Regions from separate parts of the Mus musculus genome. Here all the other regions are linked to region 1. The links are chromatin contacts, called in public promoter capture Hi-C maps. All regions are on one chromosome and are shown on one strand. The core of a region is the stretch at or near the end of the contact, and the rest is flanking DNA. Distances in the headings are between cores, read along the strand shown.

The links. Promoter capture Hi-C pulls out the DNA fragments that hold promoters and counts their contacts.
Region 2: a contact with region 1 is called in a promoter capture Hi-C map of cranial neural crest. The contact joins the promoter of Smc1a here to the promoter of Tro in region 1. A contact is called at or near these places in 5 of 39 promoter capture datasets (the 3T3-L1 cell line, cranial neural crest, hippocampal neurons and 1 more).
Region 3: a promoter capture Hi-C map of hippocampal neurons shows a contact between it and region 1, with 6 times the contacts expected there. The contact joins the promoter of Huwe1 here to the promoter of Tro in region 1. A contact is called at or near these places in 4 of 39 promoter capture datasets (cranial neural crest, embryonic stem cells, hippocampal neurons and 1 more) and 2 of 115 datasets of contacts at active chromatin or transcription factors (astrocytes and embryonic forebrain).

What each region holds. Positions count from the first base shown.
Region 1 is chrX:150,655,943-150,659,138 of GRCm38.p6, reverse strand. It overlaps Tro (trophinin), which reads left to right and starts at 1,703. Exons shown (of 13, transcript NM_001002272.3): 1 at 1,703-1,794; 2 at 3,186-3,196.
Region 2 is chrX:152,014,813-152,018,008 of GRCm38.p6, reverse strand. It overlaps Smc1a (structural maintenance of chromosomes 1A), which reads right to left and starts at 1,581. Exons shown (of 25, transcript NM_019710.2): 1 at 1,369-1,581. The coding sequence starts at 1,477. Ribc1 (RIB43A domain with coiled-coils 1) reads left to right here and starts at 1,714. Exons shown (of 8, transcript NM_025660.3): 1 at 1,714-1,846; 2 at 2,141-2,228.
Region 3 is chrX:151,801,549-151,804,744 of GRCm38.p6, reverse strand. Huwe1 (HECT, UBA and WWE domain containing 1) reads right to left here and starts at 1,463. Exons shown (of 83, transcript NM_021523.4): 1 at 1,176-1,463.

The DNA.
Region 1 (3,196 bases), core at 454-2,953:
ATCAAAGATTATTTGTATGCTGTGGTTAATTATTTTTGTATATATTAAGGTTCCCATTTAGTGACATACAGTTCTATGGGTTCTGACGAATATTCTCCTTAGGTTTGTTAAGACTTGTTTTGTGGTCTTACTCAGGATGTGTGCTGGAGAGTACTGCATGTAGATTTGAGAAGAATGTGTATGCTACAGCTGAAATGTTCTGTAGATGTCTGTTAAGTTCATCTGGCTTAATTCAAGTCCGACCTTTCTTTACTGATTTTCTGTCCAGACAATCCCTACACTGTTGGAAAATGGGTATCGAAGTCCTTTACTATTTGTTTGACTGTGCTCTATCCCCCATTCATTATTAACATTATTGCTCCATACATATAGGTGCTTCAGTGTTGGATTCATAGATACTTTTAATTTTTATATGGTCCTTGTGAATTGTCTCTTATTATATAATTCTTTTGTTGTTTGGTTTTCTTTTTTATTTTTAATTAGGTATTTTCCTCATTTACATTTCCAATGCTATCCCAAAAGTATCCCTTGGTTTTCTTGATACAGGACCTCACTATGTAGCCCTGGCCGGCCCCTGAACTCATAAGATCTGCCTGTTTCTGCCTCCCAAGTGCTGGGATTCAACGCCCAGTGTATAATGTCATTCTTTTTTATAATGTCTCATTTTAGCTTTGACTGCCTTTTTTTTCTGACATAATGGTCTCTACTCAGTTTGACATAATTGAATGAAAAAAAGTGAATGCTACAAATTGTTTCTTGCACTGGCGAGTAGTGTGCTACATCACAAGAGAAAGCCTAAGTCCTTGTTCAGAGCATCAGTAAAAGAAGAACATGAGAAAAAAAGATGTGTATGTATATTTGTATGTATATATATGCACATATACATATGATTTTTAATATATCATCTCATCGTAGAAGGCTGTACTTGAACTCAAGACCCTTCAACATCTCCCTCCCAAGTAGTGCTGGAATTATATCAGGGCTTTGTTAAATGCCCGCTCCCATAGTTTCCAAATAATTTTTTTTTTAATTTTAAGGAATCAGTGAAATTATTTTGAAATAAAATAGAAGCATGTAGGGATTTTTTTATTACATTTTTATTTGTAATAAATAAAGTGTGTGTACATGCACATATGTGTTTGTGTGCAATCAGAGCTGTGAAGACAACCTGTGGGAGTAGGTTTTCTACCTCCGCCATGTGGATCCAGGGAATAGGATTCATGTCCGCAGGCTTGGAGTGCTTTTACCGCTGAGCCATCTGACAGGCTCTAATTGATTTTTCTTACATCTACTGTTTAACTATATGTATTTAATTATTTATTACATATTGTTTAAATATATATTATATATATGAATTATTTGAGAGCATCACCTTAATGTTCAGCGCCTCTATCTTAATCTAGTCGTATTTTAGAGGCAGTAATGAATGTGACGTTCTCACAGTATATCACGCCATGTAATTAGTGTTGTCAGGACAGGCGTGGGAGCTCTGAGGTCATTTTCTTCAGGAGAAACTGAAAAATCAAATAGGAACAGGGACACGTATTGGGGAACAGAGAAATGAAATGGAGACTAGGTGTGAATGCTGAACAAGAGGTAGTAAACAGATGCGCCACACTGAGGAGACTGGGAAGCCGTTAGCGGGGAGGGGGTGGGGCGGGCTGGTAGGGACGGAGACCCCCCTCTGGAGGCGGAAAGAGGCAGGACCACTTCCGGCCAGGGGGGCGGGTTACAAGCTCAGACCTGAGGAGAGGCTTGGAGAGAGCAGACGTCCTCTCGGCTCACGAGGGCGAGGTGAGCTGAGGTGGCCAGCTTTAGGAAAGACCCCGTGGGGGCTTCAGAGCCGCGGCTTCGGGGTGACTGGCTTCACACAGCATTAAGGTTTGACAGGAACCTGGCTGGATTCGGGATCTAGCGGTTTCGATGTGGTGGGTTTAGAGGTGCCTGGACCCAATTCTCACTGCGTAAAGGCGGGGGCGGAATCTCCGGGCTACGGGAAAGTCTAGACTCAGTTTGGGGATGGAAAGAAGGGATGCAGACCTGGTTGGGATTTTGGAAAGGAAACATCTAGAACACGTTCTGGCTGTAGCAAAAAGGGAGGAGGGTCGAGTTCAGGAGGGAGGTAAGGGACCCGGATCAAGCTGAAGAAAGGGGGCTGGACCCCGTTATGGGCTACGAAAAGGATGAATCGAATCTGGACTAAGAAAGGAGCGACAGAATCCTCTTTAAACGGCCAGAGGACCAGGCTTGGAAGGGAGAAAGGACGGGCTAGGATCCGGGTAGCACTGCTTTGAAAGAGGGGATGACCTGGTAGGGTTAGGGAGCTGGGAATCATGAAGGGGTTATCCCTGTTGGATTTGAGGGTGGGGTATCAATGTTGCAGAAAGGGCGGGGCGGGGCCCTTGCAGACGTGGACCGGGGGGGGGGGGGGCGAGGGGGGATAGTGTTGGCGAAGGCGACTGCGGCGCGGGTGGGGGGGGAGGGGGCTTGAGGAGGGTGGGAGGTGCGGAGGACTGCGGAACCACAGCCTGAGTGAGTGGCTGATGGTTGGCGCGGGCTGGCGCGGCCGCACAGGAATGGGGGCGGGGGTGGGGTGGGATGGTGGTAGGAGGGGGTGGCGCGAAGAGGCCCTGTGGAGCCTGGGGTGGGGGGACGGGCTGAGAAATGATGTAGGAGGAGGAGGCGGTGGGATCGAGATGTTCTGTAGCTCTGAGAGCGGGGGACATATGTGGACATGAGATGGTTAGAATGGTCCTGTCCACCATAGCGCATGCGTATTGAGGGCCTTGAGGACCAGCTGCATTTGGAAAACCTGTTATCATGCGCGCGTGCGTGTGTGTGTGCACGCGCATATGTGTGTGTGTGTGTGTGGGTGGGTGGGTGGGTGTGGGTGCGCGCGTGTGTGCGTGTCTCTCGCTCTCGTTCTGTGCGCATGCGCACTGTCAGGTTGCGGTGTGGTAGAGGGTATTAAGGTGTAGGTCGTAGAATTAATTTGCCATCTTGGAAGCAAAAGATGCTGCAGCTCAGAGACCACATGTTCTGGGCTTCTAGATAGGCAAACCCAGAAAGATTTGGGGCCTAAAATTAGGCAAATTCTTTCACCCTTCAGATTTAGCAAGACTTCTGATAAATCTTCCCCCTTTCCACCCTCCTATTATCCTCTAACTCAGGCCTATTTCCTTCAGGCTCGGCTATT
Region 2 (3,196 bases), core at 332-2,831, 1.4 Mb before region 1:
CAAGACCAAAATCCTAAGAAATTTAGTGGAACTCAAAGCATCAACCCTCTAGGCCAGTGGTTCTTAAACCGTAGTAGGGGAAGTAAGTAACCCGTCATTACCACCCCCACCCGCACTCCAAACTCTGACATTGTCCGAACACATTTTTGATGGGCATTTCAGGGGAGTGGAGGTGCTGTCATTTAGTGGAGAGAGGTCAGGAAAACAGCTAAACATTCTACAATGCACAGAACCAACCGCACAGAGAAAGTGTGTGGCTAAAGAGCTAGTGTTAGGAAACAATGCTCTAGACAGAGAACAAAACCGCAAGCAAGAGTCCAGTGAAGGTATTCGCTATGAGCTACTTCAAGGTAAGGGTGGCCTAGCAGGCTAGAAAATGAGTAAACTAGAATATCTCTGGAGTGGAGGAACACAGCAAAGATTCATAACGAATACTTCTAGAGATGGGTGAGAGGAAACTACGAGCTATACAGCAAAAACTAAGATATGAAATAGTAGGCTTAAGTATGAAAAAGTAGGGTTACTATCAAAGTCACTCTAACTTATCAGCCTAACCCCTTTTCTACAAAACATTTATAATGGCCTAAGTGTTATCTTATTTTGTACTTTGCTTCTCCTTTCCCGCGATCTCGGATTTGCTCTCCCCGCATAAACTTAACTGATAAAACCCCAAACCCTCCACCAATTTGGCAAGCGAACAAGTTCAGGCTTATTTACGGTTTTCTGGTAGGAAAAAGGCAAATCAAAGCAACAATCTCTTAGGCGTGTGGGGGGCATGCGGAGGGGTGGGGGGCATCGCAATCCCACGCTGCTGAGCGGAACGCTGGGTCAGAAATTCAAAAGTGCCACAGCAGAGAGGGGGGGGGGGAAAGGAATCAGAGTGGAGCGTTCCATCGGGAGGTGCGGGTGCGGGGAGGGCTGAGTAGAGCACAAAGTACACAGCTTGGGATCGGACGCCAAAGCAGAGTTACGGTTCCCAAATTTTCCCAGAGGTGTCAAACAAGTTTAGGAAGGTGGAACAATGCAGACCGGAAGGAAGCCGCGGGCCAAACAACTGGCAGCAAATTTCGGGAACGCCTCTTTTGGCGGGAGGGGTAGTGGGCGGGGCGACGCACGGTTCGGCCCATACCATTCGGGCCAGAGGGGGTCTGCGCCGAACTCCGCCAACTGACAGTTGGGAAGAGACTCGAGTTCAGTGTATGCCAAAAGGGAAAGCAAGTTCAGATCCAAGCCCCACCAAGAGGATCAAGGAACATTTCAGGGTTCACAATGTCTCGGGTTGCATGGGGGTAGGTTGTACTACTTTGCAGACAAGCAGGGGGAACCGGACCGGGACGCGCGCAGGGCCACAGCCGGTTTTAATCTCACCAGAGCCATTGGGTCCAATGATGGCGGTAAACCTCTGAAATGGTCCGATAATCTGTCGACCCTTGTACGATTTAAAGTTCTCGATCTCAATCAGTTTCAGGAAACCCATGACAGCGGCGCTGGCGTAGGAAAGGCCGCGCCTTACTCCTGGGAACGAGGTTAGCCCGCGCGGGAAATAGCGCAGTGCAAGCCGGGTGTACAGTAAGCCTCGCGATAATAAGTCCAAGCCAATCACGATTTCCTGTTTCCGGGGCCAGAAATGGTCACTTCCGCCTGAAATAGCGCTTTTGTTGAATTGTTGCCCGGCTGGAGCACGCGCTGGGCGCTCAGGCCCCGCCCCTCTACGTAGTTACCCAGCAACTGTTGAAGTGGCCGCCAACTAGGACGGGAAGCGTTAGTGCTCTGATCACTTCGGGGGAAATCAGAGCAAGCAGGCGGGGTCTGAGCCCACGCTTGCTGGGAAAGAAGTCACTTCAAGGTTCTGCCAGAGCTAGTGGGAGGCAGAAGCTCGGCTGGGGTTTGTAGTCTAGCCAGCAAGGGGGGAGACGGGGAGAAGCGCTTCAGCCAAGGATTCAGTCGGGAATGGGAAGGCGCCCTCGGAAGGGTGGGCAGTTTGGGATGGAAGAGGGATCAAAGGGAGGACTTAGATGAGGCGAGCTTAGAGTGTGAGGACGATGAGAGTATCTCTTAGACAACAGAGATACAAGTTGGGAAAGGCTGTGTTCTGAAATACTGCCCCTATCGTCTGCTTCTCTCTTATTTCTCCAAGCAGAATTTAAAGACTGCCGTTGTAAATCCAAGAGTCAACTTGGGTCCAATCCATTTTCGAGCTTCAAAACTGGAATTCTGTACTGAGAAAGGTATCTTGTGTGAACACTAGGAGTCCAGGTCCTTAAGCCAGTGCTCCAGCTCTGTCCTTTTCCCTCCCTGTTAAATCAAGTTTCCCCCATTTCCACCACTTCCCCTCTGTCTCTTTCCCTCCCCCTTTCTCTCCTCTCTCCCTCCCTTTCTCTTTCTCTCTCCTCTCTCCCTTCCTCTCCCCCTCCCCTCTCTCTCCTCTCCTTCCCTCTCCCTCTCTCCTCCCTCCCTCTCTCGCTCCAACTCTGTCCTTTTCCCTCCATTACATCAAGTTTCCCCCATTTCCACCTCTTCACCTCTCTCTCTCCCTCCCTCTTTCTCTCCCTCTCCCCCCTCTCTCTCCCCTCCTTCCCTCTCCCTCCCTCTTTTTCTCCTCTCTCCCCCCTCTCTTCCTCTCTCCTCTCTCTCCTTTATACCCTGTCCTTCTCCAATTCTTTTCCATCCCCTTTTTCTTCATTCTTTCATTCCCCTTCTATCACCTTATAGTCATGATCTTAGCAGCCCAGGATGTCTACTGAATCATCCCCCTATTGTGACAACAGATTGTCTTTATAGGCCGGGGTTAGTGCCATTTTCAGTTAGATATGGAAAGAGTCTGGTGGTTTCCACAGCTATTCCTGGGTATCTTCTTTTATTTTTTCAAAAGTTTCTCCATCTAGCTCTGACTGTCCTGGAACTCTGTAGACCAGGCTGGCCTCGAACTCAGAGATCCACCTGCTGGGATCAAAAGTGTGTGCCACCACTGCCCGGCTTTGTAACTGTGTGCAAGTGCAAGCGTGATCAAATGTGTGCACAAGCCACAGACATTAGGCATCAGATCCCTTGGAGCTGGAGTTACAGGTAGTTGTGAACCACCTAACACGAGTACTCAAAGAACTCTGAAAGAACTGGAAGTATTCTTAACCACCATGCCATCTCTCTAGTCCTATTCCTGTAACTATTTTTAAATAATGTCTAAAAGCTGGGAAGA
Region 3 (3,196 bases), core at 214-2,713, 1.1 Mb before region 1:
AGGATTAAGAAGTGAGACTTAGTTCTTAAATGTTGGTTAGCTGTAACAAAACAAAAAGATATACAGACCAGCAGACTACAGAAACATAGGCGGGAAAGGGGGCGGGTCCCAGAGCTTGTAGCGTGGAAGGGGTTGGAAAGGCAAAGTTTCACCTAGTGGGGGCACGAAGGAGACCACTAAGACTGCAATTATCCGACCACTGACCCGTTTATTGTTCTGCCCAAGTATGGTCTCAAAACATTCAAAGTTGAAGAAATCAGTACGCTGTCCCCGCGTCAGGGATAAACAAGCAAGAGGACCTAGGAAAATGGAAGGTTACTGCTGATCCATCCACAAAGATGGAGTAAATGCAGGGAATAAGATAAGCTCTTTTAACATCTGCGCCAAAAGCACCACGGAAGGACATGGGACAGGGTAGATGATTCAGGCTAGGCTCTAAATTAGGACTACAGAGGAGGAGTGATAGGATTTTTTTTAACTTCTCCCCTTAATAATGCATCCCGATATTCACGTAGCTGAGCGATTTGACAGGGAGACAGAATTTGGGAAAGGGAAGGTACTCTAATGACTCTACAGATTGACCTCTCAAACCTTAGCCCGAAAGCCGCGGGAGCAGGGAAGCAGAGCCCACCTCGGATCAAGAAAAACTAGGGGTTTCATATGGGTCGCTGCAAGGGCTGAGAAGCAGCAAGCGCGCAATAATTATGAGAACAATCTTAGGTGCGTCCCTCTCTCCCACTTTTTAATCTAATCCCCAGCCCACTACCCAATGAACTATGGACTCCCTCCCGCACTTCCCAACCCGCCCACTGCGACGACGAAAACAGAGGCGAAGAGCGATTGGTGGGGCAAAGGCAGGCCCACACGAGGCAGAGGCCGGGGGAAATGGTGTCGCTTTAACCGGTAAGAAACAGGATGGTCTTCAGCTCAGGAAGGATTTACCGGCACCACGACGTTTCGCCATTCGTCATCTCCTTAACGTCTGGTACCTGAGAAGCGTCACAAACGCGGATAGCTAACCCCTTGGTACCGTGTAAGAGCAAGACAGGCAGCCGCCGCCGCCGCCATCTTAACAGGCGGCCCGACCCTAGTCACTGCCCCCCCACCCCCAAGGTATCTCCGCCACCGCCGGCGAATCCCCACGAGGACGTAACCCTGCTCCCGCGAGAACTCACCGGCTAAGAACGGCAGCACCAGAAGACGCTGCTCGCGCCTCCGCAGCTCCTGCACTCAGTAGCCAACCTCGGCCGCCGCCTTCGCGTGATCCCAGGAGAACCTCCACCGGACCAGGAAAAACTGAGCCCAGCCCGTCCCAACCCTCGCTTGCCACCAAACCCCAAATCGCCACCGCTCCGCTCTCACCCCACGCGAAGCGAAAAGCAAATGACGCACAACCTCACGGAGCACTACGGGGCGGAGCCAGCATGCCGCCGCCGGCTCCCGCATGCGCCGTAGGAACTATCGCGATATTACGTTCAGCCTCGCCGAGACCTTCGTAATTCACCGCAGGAGACCGCCCGCGCCTCGCCTTTAGGAAACATGAGATCTCGCGAGACCAGGTGCACGCTCCTAAAAAGGAGAAAGGCGGAGCTTCGTGAAAATGACTGGGAGTTTTTTCGGGGAAAGGGAGGAAGCTCTCGTCCTTTAGGGATCTCGCTTACCACGAGGTTTCCGACCCACTGCGGAGCTTGCTACCAAACCTCGCGATGACACAGCTCAGCGCCAAATCTCGGCCATGTCTTGAAAACTACCTCCGCCCCCGATTTAGGTGTCTGGAGCCTGCCTAGTGCTTAAAAAGTCAACCTGTTTATTCTCACGCTTCCAGCAGGGCTGTACCAATTAGCCAAACTCCATTCCGAAAGCGAAAAGAATGGGTTCCCATTGTTACCTGCCTCGAGGAATAACGTGCTAGTCTTAACTAACGCATAAAAGATGTTCAATTTACAATAAACACACAAATGCAAATGGAAACAATGACACACCAGTTTTTGTGCTCAAAACATGGGGGGAAAAATCTAAAGACCTCTAATATCCATACTTCTTCCTTCGCCGCACTGCAGGCTAACCTGAATCCATCTTTTCACTAAAAGCTCATATCATTAGTTCTACCTCCGGAGTCACCAGTTTTAAATATTGAGGCTTTCCTTACCTTATAACAAAAAAGACCCAATAAAGTGGTTTTCTCCAAACAAAGGCGTCTGCCCTCAAAAGCAAATTCAAGCTTGGGGTGGGGAGAAAGGCGCTTGGAGATTTTAATATGGCAGTTTTTGCATGTCTAACCAACAATGTTTCTCCAATAAATCGGGATCCAGTCTGGCCCGTTTGTGAGCTTTTCCATTCTAATCCATTGTTCTGTCTATTCTAATTTAAACATGCTTCCTTCAGAGTACAGTTTAATTGTACAAGCACCCCCATCTTTAAAAACATTTTCTTGGTTATTCTTAGCCATCCCCCCCTCATAAACTTTAGAATCGTCAAGTTCCAAAAACTTAGTATATTTATTGGAATTGCATCAACTGCTTGAATCAATATAGAAAAATGAATATCGTTACAGAATAGAGGCTTCCTATGCAGAAGCCTGATATTCCTTCTCCATTTATGCAAACGTTCTTCCATTGTATTCCTGAAAGTTTTATAGTTTACTTCCAGATATTTTTATTTTTCTTGAAATTTAGAGTGGGGGGGTTGGTATTAAAATTTCAAAATGTTTATTGCTTATATACAAGACTGTTCATATTTAACTACTGACTTTTGTAATTAGAAAAATGAAAATATGCTCAAACAGCAGTAAAATGAAAGCAACGACATGTGATTTTTTACTGTATAACTGAAAAGATATAAAGATAAGTAACAATTCATGTTGGCATAGCTATGGAAAAATAGGCAATATCGTACTACGTTGGAGAGTGTAAATTATTATGGCCTTTGGGGAAGGAGATTTAGATAAATCTATCAAGATTTGAAATACATACACGTTTTGATTCTGCTATTACTTCTCGAAGAATTTCTCCTACAGGAATACCTTCGTACATGTGCACGAAACATACACAAGCCCATTCATTACTTGCAATAGCCCCCTCTCCCCCAAAGAAAACAAGCTAGTGTACAACAATCAGGAAACGGTTAAATAAACTGTAGTCCAAGCATACAATATAGCTATGTAAAAATGGGACACAATTGAATGCTGTGATATACT